Linked DNA regions of Anas platyrhynchos: region 1 is linked to region 2. The links are chromatin contacts, called in public Hi-C maps. All regions are on one chromosome and are shown on one strand. Each heading gives the region's core, a stretch centred on a gene start, on an enhancer-like site or on the middle of the called end of the contact. The rest is flanking DNA. Distances are from core to core; before and after follow the strand shown. Region 1 holds the start of HPDL (4-hydroxyphenylpyruvate dioxygenase like). Region 2 overlaps ZSWIM5 (zinc finger SWIM-type containing 5).

What was found. Hi-C and Micro-C count contacts between places; a contact is called where the count stands out from the background.
Region 1: a contact with region 2 is called in a Hi-C map of liver, with 3 times the contacts expected there. The contact joins the promoter of HPDL here to the enhancer-like site in region 2. A contact is called at or near these places in 2 of 8 Hi-C or Micro-C datasets (liver and small yellow follicle).

What each region holds. Positions count from the first base shown.
Region 1 is chr8:29,722,163-29,728,849 of IASCAAS_PekinDuck_T2T, reverse strand. It overlaps HPDL (4-hydroxyphenylpyruvate dioxygenase like), which reads right to left and starts at 1,957. Exons shown (of 2, transcript XM_038182729.2): 1 at 1,822-1,957; 2 at 1-1,267. The coding sequence starts at 1,255. The coding sequence ends at 77. It overlaps LOC101803314 (selenoprotein Pb), which reads left to right and starts at 2,623. Exons shown (of 5, transcript XM_027463504.3): 1 at 2,623-2,772; 2 at 3,250-3,470; 3 at 3,573-3,785; 4 at 3,902-4,037; 5 at 4,566-5,477. The coding sequence starts at 3,268. The coding sequence ends at 4,808.
Region 2 is chr8:29,645,900-29,652,660 of IASCAAS_PekinDuck_T2T, reverse strand. ZSWIM5 (zinc finger SWIM-type containing 5) reads left to right here. Exons shown (of 14, transcript XM_027463501.3): 3 at 3,994-4,142; 4 at 4,691-4,841. Among named protein-coding and RNA genes, the nearest start is that of UROD, 24 kb to the right of the region's middle. Within about 2 kb of position 3,015, at least 4 of the 8 cell types and tissues checked have an H3K27ac peak or open chromatin away from gene starts, as enhancers often do.

The DNA of each region.
Region 1 (6,687 bases), core at 708-3,207, 77 kb before region 2:
TGCTGGAAGCCCTACAGAGGGGTATGGCCCCTGGGCTGGGACGGAGAGAAGGGGAGCTGCTGCAGCACGGCTGCCTCTACTGCCGCTGGTCCATATAGACCTGCACAGCTTTCCACAGCGCCCGAATATTGCCCTCCCCGAAGCCAGGGGCTCCCCGCCGGTCGATGAGCTCCAGGAAGAAGGTTTCCTCGGAGAAGATGGGATGGGTGAAGATCTGCATCAAGTAATTTCGGGAAGGGCTCTCCGTGCCATCAGTGCACGGCCCCTTGTTCTCCCCAGGCACGGTGGTGTCCAGCAGGATGCCCAGCTCTGCCAGCGTGCGGGGGTCTTGCCCAGCCCCTCGGATCTCCTCCTCCTTGCCCAGCTGGCTGTAATAGGTGGCGGGGGGCACGAAGAACCGCACGCCAGCCTGCTGCAAGGCCCTGGTGGTGGAAACAATATCCGGCGTGCAGAGGCCGACGTGCTGGATCCCGGCCCCGCCGTGCTGCGCGAGGAAGGTGTCGACCTGGTTGGGGCTGTCCTTGGAGAGGGACTCGGCGAGGACGAGCTTGCAGCTGGGCCCCGAGGAGCCCTGGGCGCTCTGCAGGGCGAGCAGCAGCATGCCCACCCCCTGCCCGCCCAGCACGTAGCCCTCGGCCAGCCTCTCCTGCGGGCTCAGCAGGAAGCGCTGGAAGCCGAAGCAGCGCTGGTACCAGTCCAGAGCTGCCCGCGCGCCGCCCCGCGGGCAGACGTAGGTGATGTGGTCAAAATTGGTGATCTCCACCCCGTCCCCTGCCTCGTGGGGTGCTCCCCGCACGGGCTGGAAGCCGGGCAGGAAGGGTCCCTGGTAGCGGGATCGGTCCAGCAGGGTATGGCTGATGTTGCCCACCACGGACCTCACCACCCCGTAGGTGACGGAGCCGCCCTCGTCGCTCACTTCAGTGGGGGGCACGGGCACAGAGCACCCCCGGCCCCGCAGCCGCTCACAGAGCCCCGGCACGTCCTCTACCTCGAAGCAGACGTTGGAGGCTGTCCCCAAAGCAGGCTGGGGGTCCACATCGTAGAGGAAATCATGGGAGGGGGCCCTGGATGGGGCCAGGCGCTGGTTGAGGAGGAAGACGGCGGCTCCCCGGCGCAGGGCCAGCTGCCTCACCTGCGGTGTCTCCCGCACGGCCACGGGGTGGAAGCGAAAGGAGGCGGCCAGGTCCTGGGCCCAGCGCTGCCTGTAGGGCACGTGGAGGGAGATGAAGCAGGGGCGGCTCAGTGAGGCCGCCATGGCCTGGGCACGCTGTGGGAGGATGGTGGGGGTTAGTGGGGGCTCGCCAGCCATGCACGGAGCCCAAGTGCACTTGTGTGTGTCCCTCTGTGGCTGTGTGCCCCTTGGGGGTGTCATAGGGAGGTTGTGGGGTCTGGGGGGGGCATCCTGTACCCGCAGCTGGAAGTGCAATGGGTGGACTGGGGGCCGTGGGATGGGGATGGGGCAGTGACCTTGCCCTAAAGTCACGGCGGGTGGCAGGTATGGGGCGCTGCAGAGAGCAGCCTCCTGCCCCCATACTGTGACACTGGGGGGGGTTAGGGGACGAGAGATGTGACCCCACAGCGGCACGCAGCAGGACTGTGTCCCCCCAAAAAAGAAACCTCGGGTGCGGTGTGGTGGGGAGACCCACGTGCCACCCCAAAAAAATAAAAGGGTTTTACCCAGGGATCCCCCGCCCCGCTTCCCCACTGGGGCTGACACGGGGAGCCCCCAACCCCAGGCTGAACCCCCCATAACCGCCCCAAAACCCCCCCAAAATCCCCCCAGGGGCCATCCCCGTCTCTCCCCGCACGCCGCCGGCTCACCGGGCTCCGGGCGAAGGGGACGCCGGGCTGGAGGCCGGGCCCGCCCCGGGGCGGTGCGGGGAGCCGGGCCCTCCTCCCCCATAAGGACGGGGCGGCCCCGGGGGGGGGCTGTCCCCACTCTTCTGCCCCTCTGCCCTGCCCCATCCCTCGGTATCAGGTCGCTGCTGACAGCCCCGACCCTCCCCAGTGCCCCCATTTTGGACCCCCCCCTCCCCGCCCTGTCCTGTCCCATTCGCCGTGTCCCCGGCTGTGTTTATGGCCGCTGCCCTTCCCCGGCTTATCGTGTTTTTGTACAGATCCCCCGGGACGATAAAGCTGCTCAAATATTTGCGGAGATGTCAGCGTGGGGCTGAGGCGGCGAGAAATTGCCCTGTGGGGTTTTTTAGGGGGGGGACGCTCCGGCTCCATGCACCCCTGGGCAGGAGGTGCTTGGGGCTGGTATTTGGGGGAACCCTGGTGGCCCTACACAGCTCGATGGTCAATATGCGACCCGAAAGTGGCCGTGGCCCAACAGGGTGGCCCCCAAAGCAAGGCGAAGAGCCCCAGCATCCCAGGATTCAGGGCAGGCTTTTTGGGGTCCCTGTGGTGCCAGCAGGGTGAGCGGTGCCCTTGGCAGTGCCACCCAGCCCGTGGCAGTGGTTTTGGGGCCATGTGCCTGGCTTTTTGCTGCGGCACCCGCTGTGTGAGCTGAGCACCAGGCACGGCTTTGCCCTGGCATGGCTGGGGCTCAGCTGCGGCAGTGAGGCCTGGTGGGGACAGAGGGGGCCTTGTTGCCGTCCCCAGGAGGGCGGCGGGGGCCGGGGAGCATCCCCCCTGCTGCAGCCGGGCGCTTCTCCTCCCTCCTGGGCGGGGAGAGTGGTCAGGAGATAAAAGGGAGGCAGGGGCCAGCTTGGCACTGCCGAGAGCTGGGAGCTGAGGTCCGGCCAAAGGACAGCAGCGAGGACAAGTGCGGTATTGAGGGCTCGTTCTTGGGTGGGGGAGAGGGCTGGGGATTAGGGACATCACTCCCATCAGGACCCCATGTCCCCCCCACCCCTTCCCCAGGCTGTCCCCACAGCCCCACGTCCTCCCCCTGCCCATAAGATGTGCGGGACCGTGGTGGGATGGGGCACACCGTGGTGAGGGCAGGGTTGGGGGGCTGTGGGAGGAAGGGTGAGTAGGGCAGATACTGGGGGACAGGGGGGTTAAGGGGTCTGTGTAACCCCCCCAGCCCTTGCTGGGGCGCCAAGAACCTTCAAGGTGGCCTGAAGGTTAAACTGCCCCCGTCCCTGCAGCTGGGGTGTGGGGGCTGCCTGGCTCCCCAAACCAGCCCCGGGCTCAACTTTTGGGGTCATCGAGGCAGAGGAGGTCTCTGGGGGAAGCAGGGCAGTCCCCACGGGCAAGCACAGCCCCGGCGTGGGGGCACTGACACCCTGTGTCCCCCCCCAGCTCCCCGCCGGCATCGGCATGGGGCTGCTGGTGCTGGCCCTGGCCTCCTGGCTGGGGCTGGCCTTGGCCTCCGAGGGGGCGACCAACGGCAGCCGGCTGTGCCAGGAGGCCCCGGCATGGCAGATCAACGGTTCCAGCCCCATGGCGGAGGCGGCGGGGCAGGTGACAGTGGTGGCTTTGCTCAAGGCCAGCTGACACTTCTGCCTGCGGCAGGCCCACAGGTGAGGGCTGCCCCCCCCCCCCCCCGCCAGCCCCGCCATTTCGGGTGGTGGCGGTGGCGTGGTGGCGGTGGTGGCTTCCCCTCAGCTCCTCCTTCCCCGCAGCCTCGGGGGCCTGCGGCAGAGGCTGTCGCGGCAGGGCATGGCCGACGTCCGCTACATGATCGTCAACGAGCAGGCGCCGCTCTCCCGCGCCATGTTCGGGGAGCTGCAGCGCCAGGCCCCCCCGGGTGTCCCCGTCTTCCAGCAGCAGCCGCAGGAGCCCGATGTCTGGCAGCTGCTGGGGGGGGACAAGGACGACTTCCTCGTCTACGACCGGTGAGGGCTTCCCCGCGGGAAGGAGCCCCTTGTAGGGTTGGGGTCACCATCCCTGCCCATCCCTGGGTCTCCCTCCTGTGCAGCCCCCACAGCTTGTCCCCTGCTCTGCCCCGCAGCTGTGGCCGCCTGGCTTTCCACATCCAGCTGCCCTACAGCTTCCTGCACTTCCCCTACGTCGAGTCGGCCATCCGCTTCACACACAGCAAGGACTTCTGCGGCAACTGCTCCCTCTACCCCAACAGCACCCACGAGGTATGGTGCCGTGGGGCTTCATCGCCAGCTGGGAAGAGGGGCTGCTGTGGGGGGCAGGGGGCTGGAAGCTGGAGGGGTGCAGAAGGGATCTGCGTGAGGAGGAGGGGGCTCGTGGGGTTGTGGTGGTCTGCATCAGCTGGCCTGGAAGAGCTAACTCGGGCTATTGGCCTGAAAAAAGAAAGGGGCAGGCAATGGACGCAGCAGAGCAAAGCACATGGATTTGGGCTCAGCAGGTGATCAGTCTCTTCCTAAAGGAAAAATTCACACAGAAACATTGAATGTAAAGCAAGTTTCTTGCTCAGGAACTCCCTTGAGCACAGCCAGCTTGAACCAAGGGATGTGTGTAAAGAGGTTTGTTCCCCTTGGGCTCCAGTCTCTCCTGCCTGCCCTGGCTAGAGAGCCATGCCCGTTTCTGCGGAGTGGATGCTATTCTGCTTTCACACCCTCTCCCAGGTGTGCTTGCAGACTCGCTGTGGGGCTGTGCGCTCATTCCCATAGCACATCAGCCCTTGTGTTTACTTTCCCCAGGCTAACAGCACCATGGAGGTCCCGGTAACCCCGAGCCCGCTTCCTGACCAGGAGGAGAAGGAGTCAGAGGCCCCCATCCACCACCAGCACAAACCCCTCCACCCTCACCACCATGCGGGCAGCAATGAGAGAGCCCCAGAGCCCAGCGGGGACCACAGGGCTGCTGCCCACGCTCACCACCACCACGGAGACCACAGCCAGCCCCATCCCAAGGGGCAGAAGCAGGAGGGACGCGATCCCTAAGCCAGGCTGGGCAGCCTCGCAGAACCCAGTAGCGTGCACGCCGTGCCAGGTCGCTTCCCAGAGGTGTGGAGGACTCGTTTCAGGCCGCTGGTCACCAGCAGCATTGGTGTGACAGCCCCCTCCAGCATCCCCCCTGTGGGTCACGCTTCCACCCCGTGCCCAGGGATGAAAATCCCCCCTCTGACACCCAAAGGTGCTGTGCTTTGGCCGCAGGACTCAGTTCTGACCCTTCCTCTGCCACCTGCCTCTCCGTGCTCAATGAAGCCCGTGGTGCAAACCGGGATGTCCCCGGTCACCGCGGGCCGACACCGCACGGAGCAGCAGGGCAGGGCTGGAGGGACCAGAGCTGGGTGTTGCCTGCCCGGCCCGGCACCCATGGGTGCCCGTGGAGGGATGGGATGAGCCCAGAGGAGGGGGGGCTGCTGGGTGGGCTCCCCATGCCCCAACCCTTGTACCCCCATCGCTGTCGCACCCTGGGGACCCTCCAGGCCTTGCACACGGGTATGTGCAGTGGTGGTGGGTGGCCGCGAGATGGTGGCCTTGTCCCCTCTCAGAGACCGAGGGGCTGCGGTCAGGGCACACAGCGCTGGGAGGACGGGGATGAGGGTCCTGGGGGGAGAAGAGGGGATGGGGACAGCCAGGTTGGGAATAAAGCCTCTGTGAAGCGAACACTGTCCGCTCTGGTCTCTGGGGGTGCCCCAAAAGGGTGTGTGTGGGGGTCTCGCACAGTGCTGGGGTGGCCCCAGGGCTTTCTCCCAGCACAAAGTGGGAATTTGGGGCTCCATAAAGCAGCAGCTGGTGGAGATTTGCGTTTCCCTGTACTGACCAGGGGAGTGAAGGGGCTGAAGACAGGAGAGCCCCATCTCCCCAACCCTTCTGCCCTTCAGCAGGGTGGGAGCCCAGGGCTTAGGCCCCCAGGGCAGGGCATTAACCACGGAGCCCTGCCCAATGCCCCCCCCCCCCCAGCTCTCCATCTCCCCTCCAGACCCCTGACTGAGGAGCAAAGGATGTTTTTTCTGCTTACATGGCTCCATGGAGCAAGGGCTGGGGTGGACGGGAGGTGCACTGGGGGCAGGTGGGTCAGGATCAGTCCGTCTGTGGGGTCCCTGCTCCCTGGCTCTGTCTCCCCCTCCTTTCTTCCATCTCCTCCTCCCCCTTCCTCCTCTACCTGCTCCTCGCAGCCCACAAGGGCACCTCTGTCTGCTGCTCCTGCCATCAATATCGAGGTTATCTTTTTCTTCTGGCAGCTGCTGTAATTGAAACAAAGCAGGCCGGGCCTCACGGGCTCCCCTCCTCTCGCTCATTTTGCCGGTGCTGCTGAGACAACTAATTCATCTTATCGATGCCTGCCTGGCCTCTTTTCCACGAGAGCAGCCACAGCCCTCTCCCCACCACCAGCATCCCAGGCAGCCACAGAGCTCTCACTATTGACACATTTCGGCCTGGGGACAGGGCAGCAGCTTGGGTGACGTCCTGCGTGTCTGAGGGGACACCCAGGGTGACACCGATGCTGCCCCGTGCGTCTTTGTCAACGAGGGCTGGTCTGTGGTGCCGCTGCCTCGGCCCTGTGTGCTGCTCCTGCCTGGGATGGGCAGATCCTCTCGGGAGAAGGGGGGAACAGCCAGTCCTAATGTCAACAGAGGCCTCTTGTGCAGCGATGCCGTGTCAAGAAGAGGAATGGGTCCCTCCTCCTCCGCCCATTCATCTGGCAGCCGGGGCTGGCGCGCCGCCGAGCCGGGCTGCTTTGGAAACATTTCATTGAGGAGGCAGCTGAGCCTAGGAAAACAGAGCAAAAATACACAGAGAGATCGCTGTTGTTAGGGAAAATAAATGCAGGCCGACGCGTTTCTGACCCCCAAAGTCCAGCCCGGCCAGGCCC
Region 2 (6,761 bases), core at 1,766-4,265:
CATTTCTTCCAAGGAGAGGTCTGTTTAGCTTCAGGTTAGCATTGAATCCGGTCACCAAGGGGCTGCTCCTTCTGTGCCGGTGGTGGAGGAGCCAGTGCTGCAGCTTGGGAGCATCTCCGAGAATGTCCCTTGTGCAGTGGGAACATTTGCTTTGGAAATTAGGGCTGCTCTTCCCCCCTCTGCAGAGCCTGAACAGCAGAGATTGCAGGCAGTCCTCAGGAGGGCTCGCGTTAGGGCTTCAGACCTCTGCTCCTCGCTGCGTGCTGCGCTCCCCGCCCGCCTTCCTAGAAAGAAATGCAAACTCTCCAGTAACGCCGCGGCCTCGGAGCGCAGCCAAGGCACTCGCTCGCTCTCTGAGGGCTCAATCAGCGCGGAGAGCCTAGGTGTGCCGGGCTGCCTGCTTCCCACTTGACCTCTGTGTGCTGAAGTAGGTCACGTTTCTGCTCGGGCAGATCGCTGCAAAGGGCAGCGCGCTCGTAGCCAGCGTCTCGTGTGTCTCGCTCCTCGCTGCTCGGCGTCTGAAGTGGCAGCTCGAACGGGGAGACCGCAGAGGCTTTCGGTTTCCCCTCGCTGAGCGCGTTCCTGCTGCTGGTGGAAACATTCAGCCTGACTGTCCGGCACAGAGCGAAGCTGAAGGTGGTTGTTACGCCAGGCAACGTGACTTGCTGCTGCTTGGGGACAGCCAGGACCTGCAGCTGGACAGCTTGGGTCCAGCGGAGCGTCTGGGGGTGGCCACCAGACGCAGGGTCCTTTACCTGCTGTCCAGCCTCGCTTCTTGTACCCAGCACGCTGGCTGGGTAGGAGATACCTGCCCACCCGTCCCGTCACACTGAGCCACAGCTGGTGCCTGACGAGCCCTCGGGTGGTCTTTAACTTCCAGGTCATCCCACAACAGTGCCTGGAGGGCTGAATAAGGCACTGGGAAATCCATTCGAAATTCTGCCTTCCTGCTGGGGAGGAGGAGAAGGTCAGGTCTCCGGAGGATTTGCCTTCCTGGTTGCTGAGCTGATAGAAATTCGAGGGAAAATAATCCACCGGAGTGCTCAAGAGAAGGGCTCTGCCCAGCGACTCTTCCCCCAGGCCTTGCAGAGCCTCTGGGGTTGCCGAATCCCCTCCAGAGCGGTGCCTGGCAAAGGGCTTCCCAGAAATGGGTGGCCCTGATCCCGGTAGGGGGGTCCACATGCCATCGTGTGGCCGTGCCATCTTTGTCCCTGTCACCACAGCCAGCCCTGGTTCTCGAGGTGCCCGTGGCGGGCACGGGACTGCTGCCAGCAACTCCTTTGGTCACGCACAGGAGCCGAAGGGTTTCACTCCCTCGATTGCTGTCAGATGTCTCTGACTCTTCAGGCTGCCTCCAGAGGCTCCCTCCAATCTGCCTCCACTTAAAAATGCGATGGGAGGCTTGGGAGGCTCGGCGGAGGTTGGTGCCTCACTCCCTCGCGTTGCCGCTATTTTTATCCCTTGCTAGAGTTCATTTCCTTTCTGGTGCGTGGTTATTTTCTCTTTGAGGTTTTCTGTTGTTTGTTTATTTGTCCGTATCCTGCCCCCGCTCCCTCTCCGATCTGGGTGGCTCTTCCTTCGCTCCTGGTTTCTTTCCAACCGCTGGAGATGCAGCCCGGAGGCTTTTGGCAGCGCTGCGTGCAGTCATGAGATGGCCTTTGTGAACCGTTCTGTGGTTCAGGAGCTTGCCCAGGGCCACTTACCAGCACGTTTTGCTCTTTTTCTCCAGACCTGCAGCGGGCACTGGGATGCTCCAGTGCCTCGGTGTGAGCCACAAGGGTCCCAGCGCCTCCCCAGCCCCCCAAACCTGCTGCTTTCCGCTCCAGGAGAGGCTTTGCTTCTCCTCACCTTCAGCAGCTACTGGCTGAGCGAGCTGTTAGGTTTTCCGTGCCTGGCTTTGTTCTGTTTTCTCACCCAGGATTTTTTTTTCCAGTCCTTACTTCTCAGCCTTCACATCCTCTCCATCGAGGTCTCTCCTGGGTGCCAAATAGTTAAGCGCCGAGCCCGCGGCGAGGGAGGGGTCCCCGCTGGAGTGATTGATGGCGTTTTTATCTCTGTTTCTACAGCCAGTGTAAATGGGCTTGTGAAACACTCTTTCCACTCGAGACGCACGGTGGTGTTTCCTTAAATCTGGATCCCGCAGGACAAAGATCAAGCGCATCTGAAACAGGCTCTTTGGATCAGGAATGCTGCTATATGAGAGACGTGTTACGCAGGCTTGGGGCTGTTTTACATGCCGTTCCCTGCTAGTTTGGAGCAGAGACATGGAATCACTCGTCAGCTACGTCACGGCATGCCACTGGCGATGCCACCACTGGCGTGAGCGTTGGCAATGGGAAGTGGACGACTCCTGCCATGAATATTTAAACACCGCGCAAATCCTCTTTGTTTGCTCTTAAATGTTTATCCAGCTCCCCGGTGTAATTGGGCAGCCCATTATCCGCCCGTCTGCGTGGCGTGTGTGGGAATCTGATATTACAACCCCCCCCTGTATGAAGCTGTGATACGAGAGCAAAATAAATGTAGGAGTCAACGCAGGTTTTGTTTGGAGCGGCGGGCGCTGCCTCGCTAATTCGGCTGCGGTCAGAGCCCAAACGTGAGAAGTGCTCCGTGTGGTGTGTGGGAGGAGGAGGTTTTATTTAGCTGCACGCCGCTTTCCCCGCTGCCTGCTGGTGCTTACGTGCGAGCAGCCCATGTTGGGGCAGCCCTGGGAACCCCGCAAAAACTCATCCGCTTCCTGCACCTCGCCTCGTCCTCTCCTTTGAGCCATCCCGGGGGCCTTGGTGAGGGACCGAGGATGGGCTGAGCTTTGGGATGGATCACCAGGCATCAGTGCCCTCCCGGTCCCTACAGAGGCAGCCAGATGACCCTACAGAGGCGACCTGGCTGATCTGGAAAGCTGCAGCTGGGAGGAGAGGGCACCGTGCTCGGAGGGGGATGTGAGGAGTGCAAGCGTCTGGGAAGCCTCGGTGATGGGTGCGGGATAAGCGCTCGTGGCAGACAGATTAGTCATCGGTTCCTGATACGGGATAATCGCTGGCTTGTCTGCTCTTTATCTGCGAGGGGGAGCGGAGATAAGGACGGGCTTGGGGGAGGGAAGGAAAAGGCACGGAAAACTGAAACACGCTGCAGGCGGGGTGAGCGGTCCTCAGCGTGCCAGTGTGTGATGGCAGGGAGCACGACGGGGTTGTGTGCGGTGCTGGTTGCCTTCCTCCCAACACGGGGCCCTGGGTGAGAGCCCCTGCGCTCAGCCAGGGGCTGTGTTCTCCTTTCTGCTGCTTCAGATCCTGTCCTAATTACGTTGTTCTGTCAACTATAAATTATTTGCAGAGGGAGCAGCAGCATCCTCTCCCGTCAGCGTGGTGCGGGCAGTGCCCGGGGCTTGCTCCTGGGCAACAATTATTAGCGGAAATTAAAGGAATTTTGTAAAGGATGTTAAATACAAATAGCTGGATCTTATCAGGTCAGGAGGCATCCTCAGCCTTTGCCGGAGGAGCAAAACCCCTCGGGTTGTTGTCCTTCTGTTTATAAGCTAAGGAGAGAGAGTCGCCTTGCTGAGCAGACAGCCCGGAGCTGCCTTTCCATGAATCAGTTCCTGGTCAGTGCTGGGGCGTGCTTGGCACCCCACGTGGGAGCAGGGAGCGGTGGAAGAGGAGATGTCCATTCCCTGGCTGGAGCCCAGTCAAGTAGGGAAGACATTGTTAAGAATTAATTGGAAATACGGCTACAGCTTCCCCTGGCTGTCCATGCAGCCCTCTGCTCTTCCCACGCTGGCTCCCTTCCTCGCTCAGGAAGGAGACGGTGGGAGAAGATGGCTAAAGGTGAGCCGAGCATCTTCTAGCCACCGTGCTCCTACAGAGTCCCCACTGAGAAATCTGAGAAGGTTTTTTTAGGGATAAAATAGCTGTGTTTTTTATTTTATCTTGATTGTTGCAAACTGGCTCTGGTGCTACAAACCCCACTGACTCTTTTTCCTCCCTCTTTGTCCCCCAGGTGCTCCTGACCCCACTGCTGGAGCCAGCATCGATGACGAGAACTGCTGGCACCTGGACGAAGAGCAGGTCCGAGAGCAGGTGAAGCTGTTCCTATCTCAGGGAGGGTACTACGGCTCGGGGAAGCAGCTCAACTCCATGTTTGCCAAGGTGAGGAGGAGCTGGCTGCTCTCTTTTTCGCCGCGCTCCGCTCGACGTGTCACGTAGCCGGCGGCTCGCTGCCCGCCCTGGCACGGCGCCCGTCACAGCTGGGAATCTCTGCTCCAGTGCCTTCTCGCCTGGTCGCTGAGCTGACGGTTGTAATCCAGGCTTTGGGTCAGCCTTGGGTTGTCCCAGCCTCTCTCCAGGCAGGTCTCTGCCTCCCACGCAGTGGATCCTGCGGGAATTGGGGCTTTTCCCCCGTCTCCCCATTGGCTCTGCAGAGGGAAATCCAACCTGGCCACCTGCAGACCCTACCAAGACCATGGAGAGGTGGCACTAGTCTATGGGTTCTACTGTTTCTTTGCGTTAGGACTTTGTTTTTGGGTTCCTTATTGGTCCTCTTTGCTCAGTTGGACTCAAACCAGCCAGGTCGCAGCATCACAACGCGTAGTCTGGACACCCAGACTCTGAGGGAGGCAGGGGTTGGCATCTAGGTCTTAAACACATCTGGGGGACCATGGTTTGTCTCACAAAAACCTCCTCTCTGTCCTTCCCAGGTCCGGGAGATGCTGCGCATGAGGGACTCCAACGGGGCCAGGATGCTGACGCTGATCACGGAGCAGTTCATGGCCGACCCTCGGCTCTCCCTCTGGAGGCAGCAGGGAACGGGCATAACGGAGAAGTGCCGGCAGCTCTGGGACGAGCTTGGTAAGGGTCACCATGAGCAGCAGCGGGGTGGCCTGGGCTGCTGGGACATCAGACCTCGTCCCGTGGGCTTTTGGGGCTCTACCAGAGCTCACCCCGCATCCTCAGCCAGGCTGTGGGCAGAAACTGACAGGTGCCAGAACTTTGCTCTGTGCCCTGCTATGCCTCGGAGGGAGGAAGGGATGAGGCCTTTGTCTGGTCTGTCTGCCTGCTGCTCAGGTTTTTTGGGGACTGTATTTTGGGGGAATGAGGCTTCTGTCTGTCCAGCGCCTGTGTTTGGTGTGCTGCCCCAAAGCCTTGGTGAGGCCATCCTGGGGGCTGGATTAGCCCAGCTGTGGAAGTGCCATTCCTGCAGAAACCACAATCGCAAGGGAGAGAGGCAGCTGCTTAAGTCTTGTCCCATCTAACAAGTTTCTGCCGGCGCTGGTGCAGGTTTCCAGGGTGAGAGGTGAAGGATGGGCACTGCAGAGCCTGGCTTTAATAGAAATACAACTCTGGGTAATTCTAGGTAAGCACCTTAGGCACCAGCTCAGCTGGCTGACACCGTAATATCATTAGAATAAAGCATTTAGATGACGTGAGCCCAGCGGGGCTGGTTGTGTGGTAGAGTTTACCCAGCCCTCCTGGGCTCTCCTGGACATCTGGGATCATGGGTGAGTAGTTTGGCTTGTGCCATGGTTTCACCATGAGTCTGAGCTGTTCTGCAGCCTGGTAGCAGGAGATGCTGTGGAAAGGCAGGGGCTCGTGGCCTGCGGCCAAAGGGACGTTGTAGAGCTAGAAGAAGGATGAGGTTGGATGGTCCAAGATCTGGAGCGCCGTCTGTATGGGGAAGAGCTATGGGTGCACGGGCTTTGGTGTGGAGGAGAGACTTGGGGAAGGTGTAACACACTGGTAAAATCGGGAATGGCTCGTGAAGTTGCCAGGAGGTGAGCAGAGGGCGAACTAAAGGTGTTCCTACCAAACTGCACTGTGAACTCCCTGCCTTGGGACCCTCTGAGGCTGAAAGCGTGGAGGAGGATGAAAATCACTTAGAAAGAGGGGGAGAAATGGGCTGCTGAGCACAGGTGCCACTTCTCTCTCAAGAAGTCCTTGAATCACAGATTGTGGGAGGGTGGACGGCTTTCCCGGTGAAGTATCTCTCCACATTTGCCCTGCTCTTACAGCTTCCCTTAAGTGCCTGTCCCTGCCATGGGAGATGGGATACCAGGTAGCAGGATCTGTGGTCCGAGCCCCTGGAGCAGGTCTCGGGGCAGGAATTTGTGAAGTTGGCCAATTTAATTCCCCAAGCCATCAGCATCTGGAGCGGCAGCGCGGTGAATGGCTGGTTTCTGGACACCTCGAGGACCCCCTCCACGAAATCACACCGCCCTAAGTGGTCTTGTCTGCAAAATGCTCGATAACCAGCAGTCGGCTGCCAGGCTGCTTGCAAAACATCCTCGACACGGTCTGTCTGTGCAGTGGGCTGGGGGCAGAAGCCCCCCAGGGAGCTGTCTCAGGGCAGCATGGCAGGAACTTAGCCAGGAGCGCAGCCCAGGTGCCAAACGAATGCAGCCACAGCCGTGAGCACGGCCAGGTGGGACGGGATGCCTCGCTCCTGCCTGCGGTTCCCTGGATGGAAATAAGCACGCGGGCTCTGCGGAGCCGATCCCTGCTCGCCTGCCAAAAAGATATTTCCAGGATTTGGAAGGGTTTGATGTGCAAGAATCCCGGAGAGGTGGCCAAATCCACCACGCCAGAATTTCCACATGGAAGAAAGCAAACACATCTGCGAAATGTGGCTGGATGGGTGTCTAGGCAGGCCTGGAGAGCAGCAGTTTGCCCAGAGCTACAGATGATATGGTCTGCCTTCAAACCAGACAGCGAAGCCCAGAGCCCTCCCTCTCTTCCCAGCACACCCGAAGGGTAAATGGTCAGGTTTGGGTC